Regions from separate parts of the Ovis aries genome. Here region 1 is linked to region 2. Evidence: chromatin contacts called from public Hi-C data. All regions are on one chromosome and are shown on one strand. Each heading gives the region's core, a stretch centred on a gene start, on an enhancer-like site or on the middle of the called end of the contact. The rest is flanking DNA. Distances are from core to core; before and after follow the strand shown. Region 1 has its middle 17 kb from the start of KLF6. Region 2 overlaps LOC105611101 (a long non-coding RNA gene).

Evidence for each region. A called contact is a pair of places that touch in the nucleus more often than the background predicts.
Region 1: a contact with region 2 is called in a Hi-C map of tail adipose tissue, with 7 times the contacts expected there. The contact joins two enhancer-like sites. A contact is called at or near these places in 2 of 16 Hi-C or Micro-C datasets (skin fibroblasts and tail adipose tissue).

The regions. Positions count from the first base shown.
Region 1 is chr13:44,162,386-44,168,115 of ARS-UI_Ramb_v3.0, reverse strand. No RefSeq gene overlaps it. Among named protein-coding and RNA genes, the nearest start is that of KLF6, 17 kb to the left of the region's middle. Within about 2 kb of position 1,950, at least 18 of the 54 cell types and tissues checked have an H3K27ac peak or open chromatin away from gene starts, as enhancers often do. A contact at or near this core is called in tail adipose tissue, where this site is marked.
Region 2 is chr13:43,586,404-43,592,399 of ARS-UI_Ramb_v3.0, reverse strand. All of the region lies in intron 1 of LOC105611101 (a long non-coding RNA gene), which reads right to left. Among named protein-coding and RNA genes, the nearest start is that of AKR1E2, 100 kb to the right of the region's middle. Within about 2 kb of position 2,364, at least 13 of the 54 cell types and tissues checked have an H3K27ac peak or open chromatin away from gene starts, as enhancers often do. A contact at or near this core is called in tail adipose tissue, where this site is marked.

The DNA of each region.
Region 1 (5,730 bases), core at 701-3,200, 580 kb before region 2:
TGACAGAGCCCAAGAAAACACAGGACTCTAAAAAGCAAATTGACAAAATCTGTCATTTTAGAAAAACTGAATTTATTCAGGACTTCTCGTCTCCAGGAAAATCATGGAGAGGGAATGTCAGGAGCTGTGGTTTTCCTGAATAGGTCTTGGCTTGTGTACTTCACGAGCCATTCTTGAGAAAAGTCAATTTTTCACACATTTACAGAAATAATTTGCTTCAGATCTGCAATGATGGCTTGAAACCGCATGTGTTTCTGAAACTGCCAATCCAGGATAATGTCTAGGGTATCTTTTTTTTTTTTTTTTTAAATACCACTTAAATTAGATCTGTGCAGAGTGTGGAAACAGCAGATATCTGGCAATCCACAGACCAGTCAAGAAAAATTAAAAAAAGAACTTTCTTTGAGCAGACGAAGTGACAGTCTTGGGCCATTATCAGCAGAGTTGTGTGTAGCGAATGCACGAATCATTTCAGAGATAATGAGACATTAAGTTTTTTGGTTCACTATTTAAAAATATAAAACCAACAATTACAGATGGAAACTATTCATTCTGAGATTTAAGGAGGGAAAAGAAAAAAAAAAAATGAGAGAGAGAGGGCCTATGTCTTTTGAACGCTTGAGCATGCTATAGAGAACTGAACCAGGGCAGTCCTGATTCTCCCATGAGGGGAGAGGGCAAGGCTTGATAGAATGGATGAGTAGGGCCTGTGTGCCCTGGTTCTGGGTCTGCTTGTGACCCAGGCCAGGTCTCCAGCCAACCCTCTGTCTCCTGAGCAGTAGGAGGCCCACAGTGGGACTGAAGGTCCCCCGCCGAGCCATCCAGTCTCCCCTCACAATCCCAAGGTGGGAGAAAGTGAAAGTGTGAGTCCGACTCTTTGTGACCTCATTGACTGTAACCCACCAGGCTCCTCTGTCCATGAGATTCTCCAGGCAAGAATCCTGGAGTGGGTTGTCATTCCCTTCTTCAGAGGATCTTCCGGACCCAGGGATGGAAAGTGGGTCTCCTGCACTGCAGCAGATACTCTACTGTCTGAGCCACCAGGGAAACCTCGAAGTGGAAGGAGTTTATAGAAAATACATAGTGCACAGGTGGAAGTGTGGCTTACTATAAAAGTCAGTGATTGACAAGAAATGTCAGGCGTCTAACTCCATTGTCAGTGAAGCTTTTCTATTTGAATCACTTAAGGGCTGGGTGGGGGACTTCGTGAGCAACTAAAGATCAAAATTTGTTTAATCCTTTATTCCTCATTTGAAGCACATTTTAGTAGAAAAGGCATGGTTCTTGAACACCCCCATGAACTATCACACACACACACTCAGTATTTAATAGGCAATCAGATTTAGTCATTTATGTGGCAATTTGTTTAAATGTCTTATACTTTGAAACATATTTTTTATATTATTCATTTTCCCTGTGTAGATGCAAAGCTGTATTGGACAAAGGCAAAATTCAGTTCAACCCTGGTCATAGTGAAGTTAGTAAAAGCTAAAAATGCAGTACCTTCCAATGTCTCCAAGGGTGTCCATAACCATTTTTAAGTTTGCAGTTAGTAGCAGTCATTTACTATTCAGAGGTGTAAAAGGTTTTACAACTGAATGGCAAATACCAGATTCCATATCCTTAAAAATATTAAGCATACATTTCCTTTCATTAAAAAATACTCACTTGATTCTGTATGATACTTGTGAAGCTTATTTTGCAATAATTTGATGATGATATATCTATTGAGGAACTCTCCCCTAATTTCCTAGAAAATATTCATTAAAATCTCAAAGTGGTCTCTGATACATTTTTTTCCTCAAAGAAAGTGTATTATTTGGAAAACAAACACTGTTGCCTTGCGATAGGTTTTTTTTTTTTTTTTTTCAAGTGAGCCAACACAACGGAATAAAATATATGATTGGTCGTGGCTGAGTCACTTCCTGTTTCAATAACAAGAGTGTCATTAGCAAAACTGTAAGCAGCACAGTTTGTCACCGTGTGTGTGGCTTTGTTTGTACACGTTGCCAGAAACAAGTTCTTAGGGAAAACACACTCATTGCTCTATTACCAAGAAAGAAAGTTCCGGCGAGTGGTTTTGGCAGCAGCTGTTGCCTTGTTTATTATTTATCTTTATCCGAACCTTCCCTAACAGAAGGGACAGTGTTTGCCCAGCAGCCTAAGTGGAGCTGCAGTTTTGCCCAGGGAAATCATAATTCACTCCTGTCACCAAAGCCCTAACATGAATGCACAGTGGCTTCCGAAGACTGAGAGTTGTGCTCCAGCTGCGTGGCAGAGGGACTGGACACCAGGGAACCAAGCTTTTGCCTGGCTTGGCTACCAAGTGGCCATTTGAGCTTGGATTTGCTTTTCCACTTCTACAAAACAGCAGTGTTGAAGTGTACAGTATTCAGAGTCTCCTTCCAGCAAAAATGGCTCTTTTCCTGGAATCAGGAAATCGAGCTGGCTTTCTTCACATATGGGTGTCTGATGCTTGCTGAGTTTAGAACATGCTCCCCTCCCCCCGCCCTGAGATTCCCCACTCCCACCCCCGGGGCTCATTAAGGTGATTTGTCTGTAATTCATCACCATGCTACCTCCAGGGCAGGATGGCTCATGCCTTGGTGCTACCACTTGTGAAAATTGCTGTAACTCGGCAGCTGGAGGAGTCCAGACCTGGCCCCGAGTCAGATCAGGTAGACGACATTGTCTGGGGCTCTGAGGGCAAAGGTGAGGATGGGAGGGGAACAGAGGCCCCTAGTCCTCATGCTTCTGAAATCCTGCCCCGGGCTGTCTTGGACGCTGACGTGATTTGGCTCAGATTCTCAACACGGAGACCCACGTCAAGGACCTGCTGGGTTTATCTGCAGGAAATCACCTGGCCAAGCCATAGGTGTCCACCCCCTTGAGTGAGGGTGACCTAGCATCTTATCAGAGGGAGCCTCAGACCAACCCCCAGTCATGGCTGTGCCCCAGTTAAGAATCCCATTGCCTGTGAGGGAATAATCTGGACTCACCATTTCTCTTTCAATCCCCTCCAAGAGAATTCGTTCCTGACGACATGGCTCTCTCGATTGTAGGCTAAAAATTCATCCTGAGTTTCCTTCTAAAGACACCATGAAGCTATAATAATTAACATCTTATTTTCATTCACTAGAATTCTACACTGACCTCTAATCTGGTGGGAGGTATTCTATAAGTGCTAAGTCAATATTTGTTCTCGGTTGTAAAAAATGAGTAAAATGGGCAAGACCCTGCTTTCCTGTCACTGATAACCCAGGGTGGCTTGTGTGTGAGCAATGCTTGCACACAGCTGGGTCGGACTCGGCTGTAACCGCCAGCCTGGTGCCTCCTGCATGGACCCCACTTATCTCTGGTCCGTGCACGCTCCTTATTCCCTCTGTGCTCCATGTGGGACTTGGCCACATGCACACTGTTTAAGATGCTGCTGAAAATGTCTTAATACTTTTTCCTTGGAAGCCTGGTATTCCTGGGGAGAGGGTGAACTATGGGAAAGTGTGTCACCCTCAGGAGTTGGGTCCACAGAGTGTTTATGGGCCACGGGTCCTGGTTCTGGTTCTGATCAGACACTGTGTGGAAGGCCTCAAGTGGGCTCATTCAGGGTTTTCATCTATTCAGGAGTGATGTGGTCCACCCCTTGAGTTTAGAAGTAATTTGGATCTCTGGGTCCTGGGCAGAACCTAGGAAATACAAAGTCCGCTCCTCAGTTGCTTCTGCTTATCAAGAGCTTGTGGGTTGTGCAAGAACTGGGGCTGTAATTTCCTGCTTCCGCTCATGTTAAAGCAACAGTTGGGTCATCGATGGTCTCCAGCCTGTCCCCTGTGGGCAGTGTCATGGGGATGTGGATCCTCCTACCTGGGAGGACAGAATCCACCTGGTCTCTCACTCCCCATTTGTCGGTCTCAGAATCATTCCTCTAGGCTTTCCCTTACCTGGGGATCTAGCTGCAAGCTTCCCAGTCCCCAGTCCCTGTGGGTTTCCTTACTGGCTTCTCACCACTCTACTTTCCAGCTCAGGATGTGGTAAAGACCTGCAAGCCCGCCTCCTCTCCCTTGGCTTATTTCCGCCATGAACCTTCTCCCCTAAGGCCCTGGCTTTACTCAGGCTTCTCTTCCCTCCTGGAAGCATCCTGCCTCCTCCTGACCACATCGTCCCCCATCTGTGGTGTGATGGCTCTTCTGTGCGTTTGCTGTGCCCTGTGCCCCCATGAGATGCTAGAATGTTTCTTTGACAACTATGGTTTCATTTGCACAGCATCTTCAGTTACAGATGAGGGTCAGGGATGTCTTTTTCCCTGGCTCCCAGCCCACCATAGATGCGTGGTTTCTAGACAGAGCTTCCAGCTGTGGGACTGTGTGCCAGTCTTGCCTTGGTCTCAGTTCCCTCCCTTATGGCCTGGGGACGCTCTGACCTGTCTCAGGGCATCTCCTGGTCCTCTGGATAGAGGCTGTCTCCTTCTAGCTCCCAGCAACCCTGGGGAAGTTAGCGTATTCATTCTCCTTGGAAAGCTTCTCACAAGGATGGTTCTACCCCAGGTCTGTTAACAGTGTTTCACATTTGAGGTTCAGAACAGAGTGCTGTCAGCTGGCTTGCTGGTGGGCCCCACGTCCCCCGGCCCCCTCCTCCTCTCCCAGGGCAAGAGGCCAGGATCAGAGCTGTTGGCAGGCAATGAGCAGCGGTTCCTGCTGCTATGGTTGTCAACCCTGCTGCTATTTTGGGGCCTGTATTGTTCACTCAGGGTTTCATTTTCCTTTGCCGTCTATTTTGGCACGGCCTTGCTCCCAAACGGCAGGCTCTGTCATGGCCAAGGGTTCATCCACATCTTTGTCCAAATTTACGTGGTGACATGCCACCTCCAAAAGGAAAAAAAGAAATGTGAGAGCCTGAGAACACGATCTTCCATGCAGAATTGTTTTTAAACACTTCAAAGCAAAAGAGACATCTTAGAACATTTTCATTTTCATACGTGAAGTTGAGGAAGTCAGATTTACCCAGTGATGTGAATTAGGGGAATGAGATGGGCTGTGAGGACCAGTCTACAGTGTGTGCATGCGTCTGCACCTGTGTGTGTGTGTGTGCGTTATGTGTGTGTGCATGAAATCCCTCATCTGCTCTTCTGTTTTCTGAATGACATGCTTCTTGGGCCGCCAGGACCAAGGCTCTCTAGTCTCACTGAAACAGCCTGTAGATACGTGTGTCCCTGAAAACTTCAGTGTGTGACTGTATAGTCATGCAGGGGCTGGCACAACGAGCTCCGGCTGCAGGTATGTAATGTGCACTTGACAGCATGTGCTGTGCTCACTAGGGTCACAGTATTTTGTGTCTATCTTCAGCTTAATTCTGAGTGCCAGACCCAGGCAGTTGAGGAGGACAGGGGCCAGCCAGGAGGTATGGGGACTCTACTTGGAACTGGCCATGCTTTGGGGACAAGTGAGGAATTAGCCTTGACACTGAGGCTTGTACAAACCGAAGAGTCTTATCTCGCTCCCAGATCTGGCAGCTCTGCTTGCCTGGTTAACCGGGCTTCAGGAAAAACACTCACAGGTGAAAGACCTTTGGCATCCACTCCTAACTTTCAGCTCCGAGGACGGTGAGTTCCCGGTACAAGGGAGTGGAAGTTGACGTCACCAAAAAGATATTGCCTTGCTTTGAAATCTGCAAGCACTTTCAAAGTCCTCCCGTACACAGGGCTGAAAACGTATTTCCCAATTGTCATGGGCAACTTAT
Region 2 (5,996 bases), core at 1,115-3,614:
GTATATTCCCTTGCTTACCTGCCTCCTCTAGACAGAGAGGGGTTTTTTTCTTCCTTTAATCGCAGTATAATTTTCATGTTAATTTCATGTGAACAGCAAAATGATTCAGTTATACAAATATTTCTTTTTCAGATTCTTTTCCATTTTAGTTTACTACAAGATATTGAATATAGTTCCCTGTGCTCTGCAGTAGGTCCTTGCAGGTTATCTCTTTTATACATAGTAGTATGTATCTGTCCATTCCAAACATCTAATTTATCCCTCCTCTCTCTTCCTTTTTGGTTACCCTAAGTTTGGTTTCCATGTCTGTGAGTTTATTTCTGATTTGTATATAAGCTCATTTAAACCATTTTTTTTTCGATTCCACAGGTAAGTGATATCATATATTTGTCTTTCTCTATCTGACTTACTTGACTTAGTGTCAGGAAGCATTTAACAGGAGGCTTCCTATGTGCTGTTTTGGATCTGTCAAGAATTCTCTGTTCCTTATTAATTCCTGAATATAAGGAATTAAGAGGAGAGGCAAGCCTCTCCCGAGGGCTGAGGAATCCAGGCATTTCCTTCATTAGTTTTTCTATCTGGTGATAATGTGATAAGTACCCTCTTCCTTTTTATGAACCATATGGTAATATCTCTGCTGAAAATAGCTATCTTGTAAGGCAGTATAAACACCTGCACAACGTTGAGTTAAACACCTCTGCTCCATCAGAGCTTTGGTCACCGTGTCTTACTTTCTTTGTCTCTTTGTCTCTCTCTCCCACTCTCTCTTTTTCAGGCTGATCCCTTGGAGCGCAGAGCCTCTCTGAGTTCACTTTCCTGCCCGGGCTTCTAAGACCCTCTCGAGAAGGCGCTCTGTGCCTTCACCCCATCAAGAGGGCGCCTGAGGCCTCTGTGAACAGAGCAAGCCCCATGCCAGGGGCTTTATTGGCTTTCTGCGTAAACCAAGGAATATCAGCCTCTTTCCCTCTCCTTTACTTTCTCATTGGTCAACTCCGGACCACTGGGTTCCAGTCCTTTAGGACCCCAGCAATAGTCTGACAATCTCTGGGTCCATCCGTGCTGATGCACATGGTATTACTTCCTTCTTTTATGGCTGAGTAGTATATGCCATTGTGTGTATGTACCACACCTTCTTTATCCGTTCCTCTGTTGATGGGCTCTTTGGTTGATTCCACGTCTTTGCTGTGGTAAATAGTTTTGCAATGAACATTAGGGTGCATGTATCTTTTCAAGTTGGCAGTTTTGGTTGTTCGTTTTGATATATACTCAGGGGTGGATGGAAAAGGCAATGGCACCCCACTCTTGCCTGGAAAATCCCATGGATGGAGGAGCCTGGTAGGCTGCAGTCCATGGGGTCTCTAAAAGAAGGAAATGGCAACCCACTCCAGTGATCTTGCCTGGAGAATCCTAGGGATGGGGGAGCCTGGCGGGCTGCCGTCTATGGGGTCGCACAGAGTTGAACATGACTGAAGCGACTTAGCAGCAGCAGCAGCCACAGCAGGAGTAGAATCACCAGGTCATATGAAAGTTCTATTTTTAGTTTTCAGAGAAACTCCATACTGCTCTCCATAGTCAGCCAGCTTTCACTACCTTATACAGCCAGAATCTATCCTCCAAACTTTCATCCTACAGTCTTCTGTTTCCATAATGATGCAAATTAGGAAACAAAGCAGTCTATGGGGCTTGACAGACTGAGGATCTCTCAAGTCAGTAAAGCATGAAGCTCTCAGCTCAGTTTTTGTGACATAAGGGACGCTGACTATCCTCCATGTATCGGAGGTTGCTGGGGGAGAAAAACACCTATTGCTCTCATCAGTTTTTATTTACTAATTTTCTCTTAGGAACTATGTAAAAACGTGGAGTTAAAATTTAAAGTGAAGGGTTCTTCATTAATAAAAATTAAATAAAGAAAATGAAAAAGAAATTGCAGCTACATAGTGGAGAAATAAACTCACATCTTGCTTAAACATTCATATATGTTTTCAAACAGATTCGATAGATTTTGCTCCTGAATTTTGTAAAGTGTTAAGATTGTATCTCACTCAATACAAGTTCATAGATTGATAAGATGTCCCATTTTTACATTGTTTTGCCTGTAATATAAAAACATTTCAGTGCAACACAGCCTATTGCTAAATGGCACCAAATAATCATTTCGTGAAGTCAATGTTATTTAATCTAATGACTAGATAAATTTAATAAAATAATCTTGAAAAGCAATCTCAGCAATATCACTACCACCACCTGAAATTCTGTACAGCCATGATGGTAGCCCGAGGACACGACGGCATTGTGAAATCACATGCAGTTCCCCTTGGCCACTGATCTGCTTCACAAGCAGTAATTAAAAGATGAGGAAATTCCATCTGTCGTCACTGGTCTGGCATGTCCTGGGTCCCACCCTGAGGTTTTAGGCTCTGCACAATACTGAGTCATACACAGGATCCAGGACTGGAACCTCCTCTATGAATTTTAAGGTATTAAAAAGATTTACCTATGAGTTAATTGCAAGGAGCTATTTTAAATTTAGATGGAATCTCAGAGCCATTAGCAACATCATCTTTTTGCCCACTATATTCAGTGACTGCTAGAACAGCACAAGAAATATCCAGAGAGGAGGCAAGGGGCAGAGTCATACAGATGATCTATGCCAAAGCTTTGGAATCACAGTAATAGCTTTTCAGTCTTACCAAACTTGCTCTGGAAAGAGTATGAAACCAAAAATATAAGCAACTGGGCAAAGCTGTTGAAGGCGAGTAAGATCAGATCCGTATTTTTGGAAGATGGTGACCGGATTTTTTTTTTTTTTTCCCTTCGGCACTCAGTGGTCTGGACTTTTTTCCCTAATCACCTTCCTCACAGCCCTTAAACTTGGCCACCTTGCCTGTCTTCCAAACAGGTACATTAATATCATCTGGTCCCTTCCTTCTGGCTCATATTTTTGTCCTGGAAATTACCTTTCTTCAGATCTTAATATTCCATGAACTCACCACTCTTCCCTGAGATTAGAGTTCAGTCAAACACAAATGCATGATTAGAAAGCAACTTTCCATTTAGATCTCTCCTCCTTGGGCAGAAAATACCTAAGATTTCAGGGGCATCAGGCTGTTGATCAAAAGCACACATTTTCTTTTGTATAAATTCAGTTCGTTTAGTTCAGTTCTTTTGTTCTTAAAATCATATTCCCTAGAAATTGTAAACAAAGATACTAAATCCACTTCTCTCCATTGGCACATACATTTTAACCTAAGTGGCTAGCACCAGACCCTTTTAGCGGCTCTGTTTATAAGTTGTTGGAAGAAGGACAAAGACTAGCTTCTTTATATTTTATTTATTTTTCAAATTATGAAAGTATGATAACACATTTACAGGAGACTTGGAAAATACAGAACAAGGTTACAAATAGTTCCACTCAATTCTACTACAATTATTTTTTAAGTAGATAAATTAAGATTTTTAGTTGAAGTTTCTATATCAAACTCTCAAAAATTATTAGAATGAATATACAGAAAAGGAGAAGGATATAGTAGACCTGAAAAGCACTATGAACCAATTCAACATAATCGAGATTTATATAATTTTCAAACACAGTAGGATACAAATTCTATTCAAGTTCCCATAGACTATAAACTCAAAAACACTAGAACATATCCAGGGACATAAAACAAGATGAAAAAATTTCGTGGCGACCAGGAAAGACTATTTTAATAAACAATTTCAGCAACACAAAAATTCAGGAAATAATATAGTTTACAAATACAAAACTATATTCATCTATTCTGCTAATCAACACTCAGTTTATTTCCACTTTTTTCACTATTTTAACACTTCTGCATCACTTTATTGACTGATAAAAATTCTTCCGTGAATTGCTCTTCTTATTCTTCACTTTTTCCCCCCTTTCCCGTTCTTTTTCTAAGAACTGTGTTAGAGAACTTCAAGTAGTTTGACTGCTAGTTTTATTTAGAGATTACATGCACTGTCAATCTATTGATTCTTCCCATTTGTGGCTTGTTATTTGGGGACTTTTAATCAAATATTTAATATATTGCTGTTGTTGTTCAGTTGCTCGGTCGTGTCCGACTCTTTGTGACCCTGTGGACTGTAGCCTGTCAGGCTCCTCTATCCATATGGGACTTCCCAGGCAAGAATACTGGAGTGGGTTGCCATTTCCTTCTCCAGGGGATCTTCCTGACCCAGGGATTGAACCCGAATCTCTTCCATCTCCTGCATTGGCAGATGGGTTCTTTACCATCTGAGCCACAAGGGAAGCCCATTTAATATACTAATTTTTGTTTATTGATAAATTGACTGCATTCATTTTTTTTTCCTTTACAGTTGGTTTAAGTAATTGTTTTTTCCCTTCTGGACATAAAGAGACTTGCATATTTTTCTTCTACATTTTTAAAGTTTTGCTTTTTTACATGCAGTGCCACATAAAGTAAGATTTATTTCCTAATGCTGTTTACTTTTTGCACATGGATATCTGATTTCCAGTAACATGTCTTGAATGAGAAGATCTTTTTTAATCCACAAGAATATTTAACAAATTCTCTCACAGAATCTGATGTTAACTGAATTAAGTTAATTTGATTAAATTAATTGGCTCAGTGTTTATGGGAAGGCCTTACAACACTTCAGTAGGCCCCAAGAGCACAAGGCAGGTACTCTGAGGTGTAACCCTGGGACTAACTACACTCCCAGCCTCCCTGTAGACCTGCAAATTCTCAAAGGCTTGTGTCCCTAAGTCAGTAACACTCAGAATAAGGTTTTTCTTAGCGTACATAAAAGTTATGGAGAAAAACACCACTTTGTTGCCATGACTGGCATTTCAGGCAGAGGCTAGAACATTGGCAGAGTCCACCTTGTTTAACATTCGTCCACGAGTCAGATGGTAGTAGGATTTCACTAAATATTTATTAAGGGAAAGAGTCAGTTTAGCTGATCTAATTTCTGACTGTTGACTCCTGGCAGTCTAAACAATTATATTAGTCAAGCTTTCCTAGTTACCCAATAGGGAACAAAAAAAAAATAAAAAATATTTCAAGTAAAACCTGAAGGAAACATGTCTTCAAGAGGGTAGAATATCCAAGACAGACATTTCTAAGGCACAAAATTCATACAAGAGTAGTGAACATCACACCAGAGCTCGCAGACAATAGAGTGTGTTAAGATTTTGACATTCTCAAGCAACTTGAGGCTTTTTGCAACAAATATAATAGAACGTGAGTTTGTAATGAACTGGTGCCTGGGTCTCTGTGACCCAGACGTGCTGAAAAAAAGAAAAGGGAAATACATCTTCTTTTTCCTTCATGTAACCTGAGGCCACTACAGTATTGAACTCCTTTGGTTGAGTGCTTAGCCTGGTATATTTTGTAAGGAATTTTATCTGTTGGCCACCCAGACACAGATTAGATGAGAAAGGAAACAAAATGTAATTGAGTATTTCAGAGCAATCTGTATTTTTGAAAACTGTATGTGTGTGAATGAATATGATATATACAATATGATATAAATAGGATATATAAAATGTAATTTGATATGTTATTGTATGTATTATGTACATAAGCTTCCCTGGTGACTTAGACGGTAAAGAATCTGCTTGCAATGAAGGAGACCCAGGTTCGATCCCTGGGTCAGGAAGATTCCCTGGAGAAGGAAATGGCAACCCACTCCAGTATTCTTGCCTGGAGAATTCCATGGACAGAGGAGCCTGGTGGTATACAGTCCACGGGGTTGCAAAGAGTTGGACACAACTGAGCAACTAACACTTTCATTTCACTTTCTTTCACTTCATTATGTACATACTATAATTTTGCATATGTGCACATATACACACACACAAGTATACAGGCAACTAATACAATATTATCAGAATATTTATTCTTTGACGATGGAAATTTCAGTGGTCATTTTTGGTTTTGTTTCTATTTTTGTACCTTAGATATTTTTCAAATTTTGTTTGGAGAACTTGTATTACCTTCACCAAGATAAAA